Regions from separate parts of the Sus scrofa genome. Here region 2 is linked to region 1. The links are chromatin contacts, called in public HiChIP or PLAC-seq maps. All regions are on one chromosome and are shown on one strand. The core of a region is the stretch at or near the end of the contact, and the rest is flanking DNA. Distances in the headings are between cores, read along the strand shown.

Region 1 (3,295 bases), core at 365-2,864:
CACCTGCACATTGTAAAGAAATTAACAGGTAGGGGGAAAAAGAGGAGTTCCTGCTGTGGCTCAGGACGTTAAGGATCAGACAGTTGTGGCATAGGTCTCAGATGCAATCCAAATTCCATCCCTGGCCTAGGAACTTCCAGATACTTGCAGGAGCAACCAAAAAGAAATTGGAAATTAACAGGTAACTTACCCAGATCATATTTAGAAGAACTAAATAAATCAGAACTCTAGACTATTTCTTTTCGGTTTTTTTTGTTTTTTGTTTTTTTTTTTTGCTTTTTAGGGCCGCACCTGCGTCATATGGGTTTCCAGGCTCGGGGGTCACATCAGAACTGTAGCTGCTGGCCTATGCCACAGCCACAGCCACACAGGATCCCAGCCGTATCTTCGACCTCCATCACAGGTCATGCCAATGCCAAATCCTTCACCCACTGAGCAAGGGCAGAGATCAAACCTGCGTCCTCATGGATGCTAGTCAGATTCATTAACCAGAGCCATAGGAACTTCCCAGACTATTTCTCATTTATCATTTCTGGGTATAGTATAGAGATTACAAGAGCAGGATCAGAAGCCACACTACCCAAAATTGAATCCCACCTCTGAGATCTTGGGCAAGTTGCTTAACCTTGCTGTGCGTACTCCTCAGATATAAAATGGAGATAAAAGTACCTATCACATAGATATTATTCATATGTAGCACTTGGCCAAGAGTCTGGTACATGGTGAATGGGGGAAAACTTAGCTGCTATTTTTACTTTTATTACATTTGGAATTAGCTGCTTGATGTCAGCGATGTATATTTGAAATTCAGGAAGACTATCCTGGATTTCTGACTTGCCCTCCTGGGCAGTGGTAGCGCCATTCACAAAGAAAAAGATGAATGGAAGCTCACGTTTAGGGGAGATTATGATTCCACCTCACAAGTGGAATCTGAGACTTCATTGAGCCCCTTGCGCTGTCATAAAAAGCACCTTGTCTCCTTTTCCAAACCCACGTTCCATTCATACCAGGCTACTGCACCCATCTCTGCCTTTGGAAAACTCCCTCACTTAATTACTGCCATGTCTGTGAGCCCGCAGCCTTCCAAACACATCTATAGAGCACTGAAATTGTCTCCATCTCTAGAGAGTGAGCTCCTTCATCTCTATGTCCCCTTTTCCCGCCCTAGAGCACAGCGGAGCACCTGGCACAAAGGGGATGTCCAATAAATGACAGTTAAAGAATGAACAAAATAACGAAATTTCCGTCGTGGAGATTTCGCATACAGGGAAGTTGAGGGGTCAGGTAGTGGGACCCTTCTCCACTCTGTAACCCCTTGACTGTGGAGTGAAAACCGAGGTGAGATCCTACCAATCAATTTGGCAAAAATCATGACCTATAACCCTAACTTTCGCCAGGACCCAGAGACTGAAGTCCACGACCACCCCCCCTTACTAGCCACCGCTTACGGTTGGCTGTAACGACGTGGCAGAGGCGGCAGCGGAAACCCCCACGAGGCAGCGGTTCGACATCAGAATCCACCGCAGCCATCGCCACTCTCTGGAACTAACAAAATGCAGCCACTTCGGTCACGACCGGAACTCACTCCTACAAATTGCAACGCGCTCGGAAGCGACTTCCGCCCGTCCGATAGGAAGTGACGTAGCCCCGGCCAATCCCGCGGCACACTCCTCCGAAACCCGAGCGCTTTCCACTCAGGTTCCGTTTCCAGCCTGAGTTAAGTTTCGGCCCGCTTTAGGGAAATCGTCTACGATGCGTAACTGCACGCGGTAAGCCGATTGGTGTGCTCTGAGCTGATCAGGCGTTGATTGGCCCAAAGATCCTGAATACTCAGAAAGCAGCCGCAAAGGTTGGCGCAGTTTCTTGCGGGGTCCGATCCTTGACAGCCGGCAGTTTCCTTGCTGTGTGGTGGTGGGCAGGCTGTACCCTCCCTTCGAGAGGCAGTAGAGACCACGAGACTGTATCCGCAACCCCCTATTTACCTGGTGAATAAAGGCGGATCCTTCATCTCCAGGATACCCTGGCTGTCCCTAAGCTCTCAACCTCCTCGGGCTGTTACTCTTTTCCTCTGCTGTCGGTCTTCTCCCAGAAAGTGTGTTCTGCGACGGCTTCCCAGCCCTGGCCGGGAGCCCTAACCACACCGGACACCTTTTGGACTTCAGGGGGGCCACAGCCAGATGGCCTTTATTCCGCGACAGCGGGCTGCATGGAGTGTATTCATCAGGCGCCAGAGCCACCGGCCCACTTCAAGGCATGCGGCAGAAACTACTACGGTGGCAACTGAGTAAAGACATTGGAGGGTGCTGGCCTCCTCCAGACTGTTACAGTGGTCAATTCCTCCCAAACTCCGGAGGTGCTGCTCAGGCCAGGGAGAGTAAGGGAGCTGGGGACACCCTTGGGACAGGGACGAGATGGAGGGGCCTCTCAACTGGGCTAGGCAACTCTTGCTGTTGTTGACCAACCCACAACTTTGGACTGTGTAAAGAGGACCTAAGGTAAACATCTCCAGGTCTTTAGCCTTGAGCAAGTCACAAATGCTGAGGTTGTTTCTCATCTCTAAAGAAAGTGCTCAAGGAGCACACAATAGATTTAATTTGTTGTTCTCTCTCCTGAGGTGCTCCTCCTGTCGGGACTAGCTCAGGCGTCTCATCTGTCTCCCAAACCTAAAAAGGGAGGAAATGGCACTAGAGTGGACCCCAATATCAAAGCAGTTGCTGGCCTTGGAGATCTTGCAACAGCAGTCTGTGCGAATACACCAGCATTAGGTGGTATGACCCTACATCACCCCCCGAGGTGGACTACATCTTGCTCCAACCTCGCAACTCCCAGAATTCCCCAAGTAAAAGGGAGAGAGGAGTTTAAAAGTTGGGAAATAAAGAAGCACCTTCACACACTCACACTCCTATGGAAGCCACCAGTCATTCTGAGAACCAGCTCATCTCAACGGGTTTGAGTGAATCTCAGCCAAGATGATACTCTGGCTCCAGTACCACAGAGAGCTGGGGAGCAGTGTGGGTCCCACAGGAAAGCAAGATGGAACAGGCCACCTGTCCCAGGCTGTGTATCTCATAAAGCTCTACCCCAGGCAAGCCCCCATCTATACCTCCTCTATTGTCCTTTGTCCTTTATTTTCCCAAAGATACCACACACACACACACACACACACACACACACACACACACACACAGCAGAGAATAGCTGAGCCAGGAGGAGCTGAAGAAAACAGCTTTTTATTTGTTACTATAAGAACCAATTACAGAATCCGAGGTTAAAAAAACGGACAAAAGATCTTTAT
Region 2 (3,295 bases), core at 518-3,017, 38 kb before region 1:
ACACAGACATACAGCAGCCCCAGATCCAGCAGCAGCTCCTCACAGCCCAGAGCAGGCCTACAGCCGCTGCCTTCACCAGCTCCCAGAAGACACCTGTCTGGGCAGCGCCAGGCCCTGCCCATCATGGACGAGCCTATTACCTGTTAACCTGGCGCCCAGAGTCTGCACCTCCCGCCGCCGTGAGCACCTGCCTAGCTCCTCCCTGGCACCTGGCTGCTGGGGATACACAGCAGTCAGTTCTGGGCGGCAGGTTCCGCAGTAACTGGGCTTCCAGTTCTACTCCACAACTTCCCAGCTACATGCTCTCGGCAAATGACATTGCTCCAAACCACACCTCCTACCAGGAGGAAGTTTTTCCAGCCTCATCCACCCGCGGCCCCTCACCCTCACGCTGGACTTTTTGGCACCTCGACCTCCAGGGCAGCTCCCTACCCCCACCCCAGCCGGCGGCGGATTTCTGGGCTCCGCCCTGCCGCCTGTCCCCACCTCTGTCCCCTGGCCCCTCCCACTCCTAGTCCCAGAGCTCCAAGTTCATGCTTCCTGCGGGGAGAGAAATCCCTTTTTCGTTCCCTAAGAGGGACTCCCCTCTCTTTGTGGCAGGAACTGGGGACAGCTTACATTCCCCAGCAGGAAGTCTCCACGCCTGATCACCGCGCCAGAAAAGAATGGGCTTTGACCCACAACACCAGGGATTAAGACCCCAGCTCGGAGGGGGTTGTCTTCCTGCGGGGGCGGGAGGAGCCGGGGCGAGGAGAGCGGCGAAGTCTCACCCTGGGGGGTGGATCAGTTTGGGAGCCGCCCTCCGCCCAGGCGGAGGCCAAGCTCTCCGCCCAGTGGCGGGGCTTCGCTAGTGCAGGGGCTGGGGCCCGGCCACTCGGCCCAGCTGCCAAAGAGCCGCCCCCAGCCCGGCCAGGACGCAAAGCCAGGCGCTTCCCCTTCCCCTAGAACCTCCGCTCCGGCCCCCGGGGACCGAGCAGGATGCCCCTCCCTGACCGGCCGTGTGCAGCGCCTCGCTCGGACTCCATCGGCCAGGGCCTCATCCCAGGGCTGTGCTCACCCTCTCTCTGGGGCTTCCGGACACAAACCCCGGGACCCCCGAACCCCTCTGGGCCGGAGAAACTTACTTTAGTCCTTACCTACAACCCCTGCAGCCCCAAGAAACCTCCACCACCAGGGCGGAGTGCCATTGCTGTCCTCTGCCCCGTGAGCCCCAGAGGCAAGCAGAGGTGACACATCCAGGACCACCACGCACAGCCGGAGACACCCCCCTCATAGGTAATAACACGTATCTCGCTGCTATGACACAAGTGGTTACAGGGACTTGACACCACGGTGAAAGAGCAACCCCAGACCCAAGCCCAGCCCAGCTGTCCCCCTGATGAAGAAGAGGGGCTCCATCAAAACACACACTCCTGCTGAGCCCGCTGTGGCCCACCCACGGGGCCCCCACACCTCCGCAGGCTTGCCCAGGGCTGGAGGAAACTGCGCATGCTCAGGAAGGCCTGGGAACCCAGTGGGATGGTTGCAGCTCAGGGAAATGCCAGCTGCCCTCCCTGGGCGTCTGGATGAAGCCCATGGGGGACCAAAGGAAGAGCAGAAGGCCCTACATACCCACCCACCAAAAGGTCCCATTCTAACCTCTCTCCAGGGCATGCGCAAACGGTCAGCCTTGCTCCAGGGAGAGAAGCTGGGGGCTTCTGGGAGTGGGGGGTGGGGGACACAGAGCCAGCAGGGGAGAGTTCCCAGCAGGGCAGGAGTCCGACTAGCTCTCCCAGTCTGTCTGCCTGTCCCCAGGCGGTTCCCAAGTTCCCAGGAAGGTGGTGACCACACCCCAGAGCCCCACCCACCCCCACCACCCCCACAGCTTTGCCCCAACCCCTCAAACCAGCTCCTCAGGCTCTGAGTGGCGTGCTCTGCCAGGGCCAGCCAGCCAATTGCAAATGAGCTAAGGAATCCAGCCCGGCAGTGCCCGGGCACCTCCACCCACGGCCCCCTGGGACTAAGGTGACCCCAGGGACCCCCAGCCTATTCCCTGCCTTTGACCGATGCTGGCCTTCTCCCTCCACAGGTCTCCCACAGATCGCTCTCTTGTGTCCCACTTAGATCCCTGGACCTGGAGCCTCGCCCTCCTGAAGCAAACCCTCGGCTCTGCGGGGTTAGCTCTTCAAAAGGTAACCCGGGCCAGGACCCCAGAGTAGCACTAAGCCCCACGGGACTTTGGTGGCTCCCCGTGTGTCCCGGTTCTCTGAACAATGTCCCAGCAGATAACCTTTAAGGACAGGGCTTTGGGGAGGGGCTCAGACACCCTCCAGTCCTCGCTAGCGATATTCCAGAACCCTCGTCCTCTGCTAGTCCAGCTCTCACGGTCCCAGGTCCTCTCCCCAGTCCCCCTCATCGCACAGCTAGGAACAAGGCAGTACCCCTAAGGCTGGGACTCCCTTCTACTTCCCACTCCACACGCAAGCCAAGTTCTGGCCCAGCCCAGCATCCCTGGGGGCCAGGGACTAGGAAGCTTCCCCATTCAGCTTCGAAAAGGAAGTGAGTGCCACACCCTGCCCCTGGGATCACCCTTATGGGGGGCAGGAGAATGAAAGCAGAATTGACTCCCCAGGAGTTCCCTTGTAGTGCAGCAGGTTAAGGATCTGGCCTTGTCACTGCAGCGACCTGGGTTCGATCCCTGGCCCAGGACCTTCCGCATGCCCATGCCGCAGGGACAGCCAACAAAAAAGAAGCTACTCCCCTAATTTAGACCCAGCACAGGCAAGGAGGCCCTAAAAGGCCTTCCAAGGCATCTTCAGCCTCCCTCCTTCCCTCCTCCCCACTCCCTTGACTTCACCTGTAGCCACAGGCCACCACCCCCCAGCCCCTGCACCCCAGGCATCACTGTGTCCCACAAAAATCAACCCAGTTCCTATCACTTGTTAGGCTGCACCCAGAAGAGCACGGGATCCTACAGTCAGGGGCTGGAGTCTAGTAGAGAAAACTTTCAAAACCAGTTATTGCTGGGGTGGGGTGGGGGGTGGATTATTGGGAGCCCAGCGCTATGCTGGGGACGCAGAGGTAACTAGCTGGATCCCTTTTTCTCTGGAAAGTCCAAGTCATTCTCGAAGGAGCACATTGCCATGGGAGGATCCCACCCTGCCTTTCCACAAACCCACTCTACGGAGCAGGGCACTCAGCAGCAGGCTCCCTGGAGGGACCTCGCCACCTCCACCCCGGCAGCCACGCCCTGCGAAAGGCGCGAGCACGCACAAGGCACACAATTCTCGGTGACCGTAATGCGCAGAGGCGCCGA

Evidence for each region. HiChIP or PLAC-seq counts read pairs in DNA pulled down with a chosen protein or histone mark.
Region 2: an H3K27ac HiChIP or PLAC-seq map of alveolar macrophages shows a contact between it and region 1. The contact joins the promoter of AHNAK here to the promoter of TUT1 in region 1. A contact is called at or near these places in 2 of 47 Hi-C or Micro-C datasets (liver and retroperitoneal adipose tissue) and 1 of 2 datasets of contacts at active chromatin or transcription factors (alveolar macrophages).

The regions. Positions count from the first base shown.
Region 1 is chr2:9,146,882-9,150,176 of Sscrofa11.1, reverse strand. TUT1 (speckle targeted PIP5K1A-regulated poly(A) polymerase) reads right to left here and starts at 1,614. Exons shown (of 10, transcript XM_005660796.3): 1 at 1,449-1,614. The coding sequence starts at 1,530. It overlaps MTA2 (metastasis-associated protein MTA2), which reads right to left. Exons shown (of 18, transcript XM_003122622.5): 18 at 3,211-3,295.
Region 2 is chr2:9,185,456-9,188,750 of Sscrofa11.1, reverse strand. AHNAK (neuroblast differentiation-associated protein AHNAK) reads right to left here and starts at 1,767. Exons shown (of 10, transcript XM_013994215.2): 1 at 1,639-1,767.